Linked DNA regions of Canis lupus: region 1 is linked to region 2. The links are chromatin contacts, called in public Hi-C maps. All regions are on one chromosome and are shown on one strand. Each heading gives the region's core, a stretch centred on a gene start, on an enhancer-like site or on the middle of the called end of the contact. The rest is flanking DNA. Distances are from core to core; before and after follow the strand shown. Region 1 overlaps ARID1B (AT-rich interactive domain-containing protein 1B). Region 2 holds the start of ARID1B (AT-rich interactive domain-containing protein 1B).

Region 1 (5,777 bases), core at 1,001-3,500, 240 kb before region 2:
TCACTTAAAATTCAAGAGTTTCAAAATTAAGTTGTGAGAAACTTAAAAATAAAACTGCCTGTTATTTTACAGCAAAAGTTAACTGAAATGGAGAATTGGGGCCCCTTGGGTGGCTCAATGGATGGAGCGACTGACCCTTGATTTCCAATGGGTTCATGATTTTGGAATCCTGGGATCTTGCCCTGCATGGGCTCCTCTTTGACTTTAGGATGCACTCTCTCCTCTGTCCCCCAGCTCACATTCACACGTGAGCATTTGCTCTCTCTCAAATAAATAAATAAATAAATAAATAAATAAATAACATCTTTTTTAAAAAGAAAGAAATAGAGAATTACAACTCAGAACAAGCAAGCTATGACAAAACCATAGGTGACTCCCAAGAACAAAAGAGAGGAACATTTTATAAAGGAAAAGCAGGAAACCGAGAGGGGTATTATAAACAAAAAGTCTAATGTAGTAAACTGTTAGAAGTATAGTGGTTTCTCGCTGAGTTAGGACAGTCTTTCACTGGCTAAACTGTTGCTGTGGGAGGAGAAAACCTTTCTTCAGGCCGGGAAACTCGAAGTCTTAGCTAGAGCAGGATGGTTTTGTAAAGTATGTGTCTACCTACGGGGTCTGCAGTTGATCAGAAGTGGTGGGCAGTAGAGCTCCTCCACTAGCCTCTGGATTCCATTTTAAAGGAAATTTCATCAATTTTCAGTTTATCTGAGTATGATAGAGAGTAAGCAGAACCGCCACTACCAAACAATAAGCTACTTATCTAAGTTGTATCAACACAGTAAACAGACTTTTAAAAATTATATACTCCACTGAGTGGAATAAAAGAAGTTTACAAACCAAGTGGCCATAATTGCTTACTACTAGTTGGATTAAATGCGTGTCTTAACTAATCTATTACAGTTTTATGTGTCACCTTGTTTAGCTGAAAATGTAGTCAAAGGCGTCCAGATTGCAACATTCTACTTAAAACTCCCATAGAAAGTGACCAAAGAGAAGACCTAATGAAGGATGTTTGAGTCTTCATCAGAGACAGGCTGAAAAGCAGAAAAGGCAATATTCTGAAATGATTTGTTAGCATTTAATTAAGATAGGAAATCACAGGCAGGAGACAAAATCAGACAAACTTAAGAATTTGCTAAGCTTTTAAAAGAATGCTGTGAGCAGGTTTTCCCGCCACGGAAGGCTGATGAGCGCGTACTTCGCTGCAGATTATTTAACACAAATGCCTGTCTAAGCAGCCCCAGCCTCCATCTCCCTGGCTCCAGCCAGCTCTGAGGCCAACCCTCCAGCCCAGCAGAGCTCTTGCAGGCCTGGGCTTCAGGCTCCGCCCGCCTGCCCGCTGCCGGCGCCCGCCCCTCCGCCCTCCAGCACCCGGCCCCGCTCTGCATTGGGAGCCTAAACCCCGGACTGGCCCCGCCCCTCACCCGCCGCCCCGCCCTGTTTTTGTCCACCGGGTTCAGAACTCGAGCCTCGCCCCAGCCAGCAGGTCCCGCCCAGCGCTCTGCGGCCCGGGCCCGGGCCCGGCTCCGGCCCCGCCCCCGCCGCAGGCCCCGCCCCCGCCGCAGGCCCCGCCCCGCCCGGTGGCACGTGACACGCCCTGCTCGGCGTCCTCCCGCCCCCCGCCCAGCAGCGCCGGCCCCACCCGACGCTCGGAGGCCTGGGCTCAGCTCCGACCCTGCGTCCTTCCTCCCCGGCTCCCTGTTCTTTTCCACCACCAGGCACTGGTAATTGCGCAAACGAGTTGCGACCTCATCCAGCCCTGGAAGTTAGGCGGTGGTATTTCTTCGGGGGCAGGGGAAGAGGAGCAGAAAGAGGCACCAAAGGAAGTAGGAAAACAACACGCAGATTTTGGCAAGTCCCGCGGGAGGAGGTTAGGGGGCAAATGAAGCCATTGAGGGTAAAATGTGGCTAAAATGGTACGGAAAAACGTTCTTTGCCTTCGCCAATCCAGCTGGAGTGTTTCATTTAATGTTAGGCTGTGTCAGCAGAAACTTTACACAGCGGGGCCTGACAGTGCCGTGGCACCGCCCGCCTGGGAGCCGGTCTCCTGGCTTGCAGACGGCGGCCCGAGCTCCCGCCGCAGGCCCGGGGCCGCCAGCTCAGGGAAGATGGCCATGGGGCCAGCACGCGGCTGCGGCTGCGGCTCCGGCTCCAGGGGAAGGGGCGCTCCGGCCAGCGCTCCACGTCCTCCCTCCGCCGCCGGCCTACGTGCGGGAAGGAGGAGGGCAGGACGCGGGGCGGGGCGGGGCGGGGCGAGGGCTGCCTGCCGGGAAGCCCGGAGCGCGGGCGGAGGGCGGCGCGGAGCGGTGCCTGCTGGGAGCTCGCCCCGCCGCAGCTTTGTTGCCCGGCCCGGCCCGCGCCGCCGCCGCCCCCGCCGCCCCCGCCGCCGCCGCCGCCCCCGCCGCCGCCCCCGCCGCCCCGGGCTCCGGGCCCCCGGCCCCCGGCATTTCTGAGCTCGCTTAATCATTCACCTGCCTCTCCTCCCCCACCTTTCCGGTTTTTTAGACTTTCTAAACATCTGTGTCTTGCTAATTGAGTGCCCAACCGAATCACTGGATGCGTAAACAGTTGAGAAGGAAACACATGACAATGGTTTTTAATGTATAGGAAAAAAGTAATTTTAGGGCCTGGTGACTGGCTAGCAAGGGGTCTTCCTTCGTGTGTTCGATACTCTACAAAGCCAGTGGCTGGCAACAAAAATAGATAAACTATGATGATGATGCATGATTGATTCAGAAGCTGACAAGCGGGCCAGGAAGGGAGAGAGAAGTAGGAGAGCGAGCCAGGGCCAGGGCCAGGGCCAGGCCGGGGCGGGGCGGGCCGGGCCGGGGCGGGGCGGGGCGGGCCAGGGCCAGGCCGGGGCGGGGCGGGGCGGGGCGGGGCAGGGCGAAGACCCCGCGCAAGGCGGAGGCCGCCAGGGGAGGGACTCAGCGCAGCACCTGCCAGCGGCTGGCTGCTTCTGAGATTCACCCGGAGCATGACTTTGAGGGCAGATATTTAAAGTTTTGGTTTTCCAAAATGGGTATCTAATTTAATTATCAAGTTAAACAAATAAGCAACACTGTCCCCCACTAAGATTATACATAATTTATAGCCACAAATGCCAGATTATTTCTTTTGGGAGAAAATTAAAGAATCGGATAGATCCGTAAAAGAAAGCACACACGGTATAAACGCACATACACCAAGAAAGTAATTTCTTGAGTCATAAACAAGAGTTATGTGGAGGGAGTTTCCTCAAACCATTTTGAGAAAACTAATTTTGAGAAAACTTCAAAGTTTTAAAATACTATTACGAAATATTTTGAATCTCTATTTGAATAAGAAAAATGGCTAATAGTAGGCTTCATTGTTGTTTATAGAATACCATTTCTCATTCAACTCTACCTACTATTTATAGTACACACCAGCAATTACCAATAACAGACATGCATGGTGCCATATACACTAAGAACTCAAACATTTACCACCTTTATTCAAATTTTAAAGTTTGGGTTAATAAAAAAAGATGCCTATTAAACATTTTTTTAGGTACTGATTTACAATTACATGGCTTGACAACATTTTTTAATATAAAGGTTTGCCCACATATCTCTTACTTTTTAACTTTAAATTATATCTTTTATGAGCTGCTGGAACTAGTACCAGGCTATAAACGAGTAACATATATAAAATGATGATATTTTGGGATCCCTGGGTGGCTCAGCGGTTTAGTGCCTGCCTTCCACCCAGGGCGTGATCCGGAAGACCCGGGATCAAGTCCCACATCAAGCTCCCTGGATGGAGCCTGCTTCTCCCTCTGCCTGTGTCTCTGCCTCTCTCTCCCTCTCTCTGTGTATCTCATGAATAAATAAATAAAATCTTAAAAAATAAATAAATAAATAAATAAATAAATAAATAAATAAATAAAATCTTAAAGCCTAAGTTAAAAAAAATGCTATTTACGCAAGGTTAAAAATCAAGAATACTGAGAACTACCCAAGTCCTTGAAATATTCAAAAGTTATTTATATTCCCAATTATCCCATTTATTTTTCTGAATATTATTAATTTCCTAACAACATACTTTGCTAAATGGTTTTCAATTTTATTTCAAAGCTTTTTAAAACCTCGGATAATTTTCTTAAAAGCAAATTTATGTACTATCCCCCTCCCTCCTGAGATTACCTACTTTCTTTCTCCTTCTCTCCCGCTTATGGGTACTTTTGGTCTTTTGCTGCTCTGTAGTACTCCAAATTATGCCAACTGGTTGGTTGGTAGGTAGGCAGTTATTTCTGTATGTATGCAGGCATGCAAGCCAAGAGAAGAAGGCAGGGGGTTAAAAAAAAAAAAAAAAAAAAAAAAAAAAGGCCACCTAAGGGACCGAATGAGACTCTGAGACGCTTCTAGTTCAAGTAAGATAATGGCTGTATGTGAGAGTAGTCAGGATGAAATCCTAGTTTTCAACTTGGTGGGCTGCATAACAGCATGGTTATGTCATTACTAGTAACTAATGGGGTTGGTTTGGGGCTGTTTACCTTGACAAGCTTGTGGTCTACCAAGGAGCCAGCCAGCTGGCAACAGGAAGTACAGGACAGAGTATCTGTACTAAAGATAACAGAACATGGAGTCATGGGCAAGGAGAGGATAGCTGGGTTCATGGGAATGGATGCCTGAGTTTATTATTATAGAAAAGCATGTGGAATGAGATGAGCATAAACCCTCAAAAAGAACCTTCAATGAGCACCAAGACGTAAAGGACAAAGTTTCTCTTTTCTTTGGTGGAAGCAACAGCCAATGAAGCTAGAAATGTTAGGACTTCAGAATGCTTTTCCTCCATTTCCAGGGAGAAATAGAAATTAAGAGCTTGGATGCAGGCAAGATTGCCTGGGACTGAATTTAACTCCTCTGAGCAATGGCATTGTATTCTTGGGGCAAGTTTCTTAGCACCCCTGTGCCTCAGGTATAAAGTGAGAAGACTAATAACAGCAGGTGGTTGTTAGGAGTTAAACAGCAATTACTCAAAGCTTGCTTTCATCATCATTCAATCACTCCCCAAATTCGGTTTCTCAGATCCATCCTAGCCTCTATTCCTGTTAGCACTGCCTCAGTAAAGGGCCATATCTCTCCTTTTTAAAACCCAGAATTCTGTGAAACTGGTTTCCTTGACACCAGACTCTTTCGCTCTTTCCCACCCATTATCTTTCAAAGTGCTTGTCTTTGTCTTCAGCAAACACAGATTTGAATATGTTACTCTGCTCAAAATCCTTGAGAATATCAAGAGAACTGGGTGCAGACTCCCTACCTTGGGAGAAGGTGCCCTGGGGAGTCTGTTTCTAATCTGCCATGCGGTTTCATCTCCCTGCACTTGCTCCTTTAATCACCGTCTTTGGTGACTTGTGTGCTGAACCTACGAGATATATTTTTTTAAGGTCTTTATTCATATTGAACCCTTCACTTTCTCTATAACTTGCCCCTTTTGAAATCCCATGCTTCCTTCCAAAAAGACTTTTTTGATCCCTTCCCTTCAATAGAATTTACTGCACTTTGTACACTACTGAATTGATTTAATCATTTATATGTAACCATATACATGTCTATTTGCCTCTTAGATGACTGAAGGCAAGGTCCATCCATTCTGTATTTATGTGTATTATTCACAGGCAAAGCCCTAGAAAGTGTGTGACACATAGTAGGTACTAAATCATAGAAACTTAAAAAGAGAAATGCTGGACATCAAATGTTCTCACACTCCAGCAATACAAATCCTCAGATTAATAAGTAGGAGTAAGGTTGAGA
Region 2 (5,666 bases), core at 1,077-3,576:
CCGGCGCCCACGCCGCGTCCTGGGCGCGCAATCCCCGGCTCCGCGCACGGCTCCGCGCGGGGCTCCGCGCCCGGGGCGGGGGGGGGGGGGGGTGGGCGGCCGCGCGTCCCGGCGGGCGTCCCGGGCCTCGGCGCGACCCTCTCCCCGGGCCCCCGGGCCCCCGGGCCCCGCGCCGCGCACTCGGGCGCCGCGCGCCGCCCAGCCTCCGAGGGAGGCAGCCGCGAGTTAAAATGGCTTTGGGCGCCTCGCCCCCGCCTCCCCCCCGGCAGAAGACGCGGAAAAAGTACGCGGAAAGAAAGAAAGTCGGGCTCGAGGCGCGCGGCGAGGCCGCCGCGGCGGAAGCAGGCCCGGCCGGCGCGGGGGTTACCTGGGATCTGCCCATGGCCGGGCCGGGGGTGCCGGGGCTCATCGCCGGGTGGCTCCTTTGTTGCGCGGCCGCCCAGGCCGGGCTGGCAGCGGCGTACTGGGCGCCCATGTCCTTGCCCAAGCCCATGCCCGCGGCCGCCTGCTGGCCGCCCGCCGCCGCCCCCGCCGCCGCCGCCGCCGCCGCCGCCGCCGCCGCCGCCTGGGACTGGGGCTGCGACGGCGGCGGCGGCGGCGGCGCGCTGGGGCTGCTGTAGTCGGGGTAGCTGCCGCCGTAGCTCCTCATCATGGGGCTGGGCGAGGTGAGCAGCTGGTTGAGGGTCGGGGTGGCCCCCGACGGGTGCTGGTTCTGCCCGGCGAAGCGCTGGAAGCCCCCAGCCGCCGCGCCGGCGGCCGCCTTGCTGAGGCTCGCGGCCCCGCCGCCCCCGGGGCCCATCATCATGCCGCCGCCCTGCTGCCGGGGGGAGCTCAGCACCCCGTACCCCGAGGACGAGCCCCCATAGCCGCCGCCGCCGCCGCCGCCGCCGCCTCCTGCTGCTGCTGCCGCCGCCGCGGCCGCCGCCGCCACAGCTCCCGCTCCTGCTCCTCCTCCTCCTCCTCCTCCTCCTCCTCCTCCTCCTCCTCCGCTGCCTCCTCCTCCTCCTCCTCCGCCGCCGCCGCCGCCGCCGCCCGCGCTGGGCCGGCTGTAGCCCGGATAATGGTTGTACTGGCTGTTGGGGTACCCTTCGTGGGAGTTCTGCAGGGGGTCCATGCTGTTGGGGGCTCCGGCGGCGGCTGGGGCGGAATGCATCATCCCCATCCCGGGGCTTTGTTGTCCGCCATGTTGATCAAAGCAAGGCCCAGTGCGGCCGCCGGGGCCGCCGCTAGCAGGGGCAGCGCTGCCATAGTAATTATTAAACTCCGAGACGGCCGCGGGGCCGCCACCGCCGCCGCCGCCGCTGCCGCCGCCGCCGCCGCCGCCGCTGCCGCCGCCGCCGCCGCCGCCGCCGCCGCCGCCCCCGGGCACGGCGATCGGCGGCTGCTGCGCGCCCAGGGCGCCCAGGCCCGGGTGCTCGAACCGGCCGCCCGCCGGCTCCCCCATCTTGGGCGGCGCGTCGTCCTCGTCGCCCGGCTTGCTCAGCAGAGGCTGGCCCGGGGGGTCGGCCTGGCTGCCCGCGGCACTGTCCTTGGCGCCTCCATGTTGCGGCTGCTCCATGTCGGGACCGGGCTGAGCCGCGCCGCCGCCCGCGCCGCCGAGGCTGTTGTTGTTGGAAATGGGATGTTGCTGCTGCTGCTGCTGCTGCTGTTGCTGCTGCTGCTGTTGCTGCTGCTGCTGCTGCTGCTGGAACTGGTTTAGCTGCTGCTGTAGTGCGTGGTGGTGGTGGTGGAGGTGGTGGGCATGGTGGTGGTGGTGGTGGGCATGGTGGTGGTGGTGGTGCTGCTGGTGGGGCGCTGCGGCGGGGGCTTCGCCAACGGTTTTCAGTTTGTGGTTGGGGAGCAGCCCCGTCTCCATGGCCGAGCCCGGGCCCGACGAGGAGGAAGAGGAGGACGCCGCCGCCGCCGCCGCCGCCGCCGCCGCCGCCGCCGCGGAGGAGGAGGAGGACAGCGCGGCGGCGCTTCCACCCTCCTTGAGAGCCGCCTCGGAGCCGCCGCTCTTGGCGCTGTGAGAGCTGGCGGCGGCGGCCGCCGTGCTCGCGTTATGGGCCATGTTCAGGTCGTGACGGGGGTGCAGGGGGTGGTGGTGCACACTATGCAGGCCGCCGCCGTCGCCGCCGCCCCCCAGCATGGGTCCCGGTGCCGCCGCCGCCGCCGCCGCCGCCGCCGCCGCCGCGCCGCGCGCCCCCGCCTCCAGGTCCCGGGCCCCGGGCGCCGGCCGCGGCCCGGGGGGCGCCCGCCGCTCGCCGCTGCCCGTCCGCGCCCGCGCCGCCGCCGCCGCCGCCGCCGCCGCCGCTGCTGCCCGCGCGGCCATGATCGCCGCGGCGTGGCGAGGCCGGGCGGGGGGCGGGGGGAGACAATAAAACCCACTTTTTAGTCGGCGGCCCCTCCTGTGCGCATCCACACGCCCCGACGGGAGGCGAGCGGCCCCCTCCCCCTCCGCAGGCCCCGCCGGAGCCGAACCGGGCGTCACGCCTTACGGTCTGGGCCTGCTCCCGCTGTGTGATTTCATGGTCAAAGTTTTTAGTTCAGGTTTAAATGAAACTTTTCTCTTTTCCTCTCTAACCCGGATATGGGTAAATACACGACTGACTGAGCCTGTCGGGCCCAGGCCGGCATGCGAGGGAGCCGAGCGAGCCCGAGCAACTATTATCCACTTCTGTCTGATTGCTCGCGTGCACTCGCAAAACGCGGACTGGACTCGGCGCGGGCCGCCCCCCGCCGCCGCCGCCGCCGCCGCCGCCGCCGCCGCCGCCGGGCGCAGCCTCGCGGGCCCCCGGCCGCCCCGCCGCCCGCCGCCCGCCGCCCCGCGCCCCGCGCACCGCCGCCCCGGGCAGGGCAGGGCAGGGCTGGGCTGGGCAGGGCGGGCTGGGCTGGGGCGGCCTGGGGCGGCGGCGGGCTGCGCTTTCTCCCCTCGCGCCCCGTCTCCTTGCCAACCGGCCGTTCGCGTGTTTGTTTTCACGTCTAAAAGGAACGATACAAAGGTGGAAAACGAGTCTGACGAGCAGACAAAAGAGGGAGAAGGGCTGGGGGACAAAGTTGTCGGTTGGCCTCCGGGGTTCGGAGGAGCAAAATGTTTGGGCGATCCGTGCAAAAGGAAAAAAAAAAAAAAAAAGCAGCACTGCCTCTCCCAGGAGTTATGTAATTTTTTTTTTTTTTCCCCCAGAACGTTAGCCGCTCTGCCTCGATTTGGGGCCATCGGTGTAATTCCCACAACTTCTCCAAAACTTGCGAGAGGAGGAAAGAGTTTCGGGGAAGGTCGGCCGCGTGGGTTCGGGGAGTGCGTGTCCTGGACACAGCAAGCGCCCAGGAAGTGCGGAGACGGACCGCACCTGCCCCAAAGAGGACGTTTACGTAACTCTTCTTTCCAGGCACCTTCTGTATGCCTGTAGGCTTAGCAGTGCCTACAGACGCAAAAGTATTCCCAGAGGAGCATTTTTCTTAACGACAGGCGCTTGTCTCTCTCTATCCTCTCTCTAAAGGGAAAGTCTTCGAATAAGTAGACCGGTGTGTGCTATGCTCCAGCTTGCACATGGAAATTTAACTATCGGTGCCATAATAGGGACAGCTGAAGTTTATCTCGTGTCTTCATAAATCTGTACGACGCCTTTCATCATATTTCAGAGGTTAATGTGCACAATTAACCCTCTGGATAGGAGTTCATCTCTAAGCAATGTGAAACAAAACTAAAAGAAATACGTGTTATGCCCAATAAATAGAAGATCAGTAGTAATGGAGATGGGTCAGATCTAGCCCTAGAGCAGAAATGTTTCGGACCGTGTTCCTTTAAGAATACCCTACTCTTCTGTCACTTTAGGGTGTTTTAAGTGTTTTTGTTATTGTGAATTCATCACCTGGTAACCTCGTGGATATCTTCAAGCAGGCCTTCTGAACCTAAGCAGTGCCTCACTTGTACTAGTGTGGAACTCGTTTCCACGGAGAGAAAGCATTTGAAACCAGAACTTTCCAAGAGGTCACACTAACTGAAAGGATACATGTGGGAGAACATAGTTTTCTAAAGTCCCTTCATCCCTCAGCTTTTTATAAAGATCGTTTTAGTTTATTTCTACTGCAGCGGTTATTTTTATTTGCTTGCACAAGTGCAAATATGTTAATGACTAAATAGAAAACGATGGCTGGGAAAAACTGGTGGCTAATTGGTGGGGGAGGGGAATCAGGTGCACACCCAAGGGTCATTATAGAGTGTACAAACAACAAATCGCAATTCCATGCGAACAGCTGGAAAACAGGGGTTATATCATTGTGTGTAAGAGAGACTAACAGAACTGTAAGATGAATTCATGCCAAATCATTCATCAGTTTTTGCCAAGAGAATACTACATCTTTGTTAGTGTGCCTTTTTGACACTTTCTCCTGGATTTTCCCCCTTTATACATTCAAATACGTACTGATTATACACAGTACACCACAAAAGTTGAATTTTTAAAGTTTTTCATATGCAACTATAAATACATGTCTGTTTCGTGTGTGAACACATATATTCTAAAATCAGCTACACATTTATGCTTTTAGACATTTAGACCCAAACTAAACATATACATAATACAGTCACACGAAAGCATTTATCCAAATTGATAAAATACGTCAAAGTCAATTTAAACAGGTGTAGCCATATCTTGTGGCTTATTTTCACAACTAATCCTGAGAGGGAAACATGAGTCACCCAAGTTTAGCTCTCTGGCCTTTTTCTTAGAAATATTTTTCATATAGAAAAATCATGGAACTAGAAAAAAAATATATGTCAAGATCTCTTTTAATTCCATTTGTTTCAGCAAGTCAAGTAGAAGATTGGAACCAAGAGGCTATGAAATAGAGGCCCCCAGCACAATGAAATCAGCCTGCTATAAAAGGCGACACATGCCAGTTTCTCCTCCCCAATGGCAGATGCCACACCCTAAAGCAGACAGAAGGCACTGCAGTCTGTAAAGAGAAGCACAACACAAAGCCGGCAGGACTTGGTTTTGTCTTTTAAACCACAGAGAATGCTAAAATACCTTTTTTAAAGCACCCTTGCTGAAGATAAGTAGTGGGCTCCTATTCATTCAACTTACAGTTTTTAAACACACCTTCTCAAGAAAACAAAATAAAAGCCTCTCAGAGTTTCATTTAAAAATCCATGGCTTCATAGACAAAAACAGGGACTGTCAGGGGTCTGTTAGAAAGTGATGAAACAGGTTCACATTTCACAAAAAAAGCACAGTTTGAACCAGAGGTGATAATTCTGTTGTATCACTTGCCTCAATTATCCTATATGGCCACGCTACCAATATTGTTTCCTTTGATGAAATAAGGCCCTTCAGAAAGTAACAGGTACATTTTTCCCGATGAAGTCCTTATTTTTACACCTCTTGTGTAATTTCAAACAATGATGACAACTTTAATAAGTCACTCCGACCGCAAACCAACGGAGGTGAAGACCCGAAAGCTGGCAAATGGCCACCGTGCCCCTGCCGCCACCGTCCCACCCACGGCTTGCCCTGAGCCCTCCTGTTTAGCCAGAAGATTACCCGTTATTTTCTTAAACACTCCATTTTGGCGACAAAAAGGTTTGGTTTGTTTTGGGTTTGGGTTTTTTTTTTTTTAACTATATGAAAATACTAATATTTAAATACTCCTTTTGAAGAAGTTTTGGGCTCCGAATAAAAGAC

Evidence for each region. Hi-C and Micro-C count contacts between places; a contact is called where the count stands out from the background.
Region 1: a contact with region 2 is called in a Hi-C map of blood, with 4 times the contacts expected there. The contact joins the enhancer-like site here to the promoter of ARID1B in region 2. A contact is called at or near these places in 4 of 9 Hi-C or Micro-C datasets (amygdala, blood and skin fibroblasts).

The regions. Positions count from the first base shown.
Region 1 is chr1:47,091,499-47,097,275 of UU_Cfam_GSD_1.0, reverse strand. The region is part of intron 4 of ARID1B (AT-rich interactive domain-containing protein 1B); the gene reads right to left. Among named protein-coding and RNA genes, the nearest start is that of ARID1B, 240 kb to the right of the region's middle. Within about 2 kb of position 2,250, at least 17 of the 20 cell types and tissues checked have an H3K27ac peak or open chromatin away from gene starts, as enhancers often do. A contact at or near this core is called in blood, where this site is marked.
Region 2 is chr1:46,849,307-46,854,972 of UU_Cfam_GSD_1.0, reverse strand. It overlaps ARID1B (AT-rich interactive domain-containing protein 1B), which reads right to left and starts at 2,326. Exons shown (of 21, transcript XM_038526420.1): 1 at 368-2,326. The coding sequence starts at 2,311. It overlaps LOC119870759 (a long non-coding RNA gene), which reads left to right and starts at 555. Exons shown (of 2, transcript XR_005353727.1): 1 at 555-665; 2 at 3,164-5,666.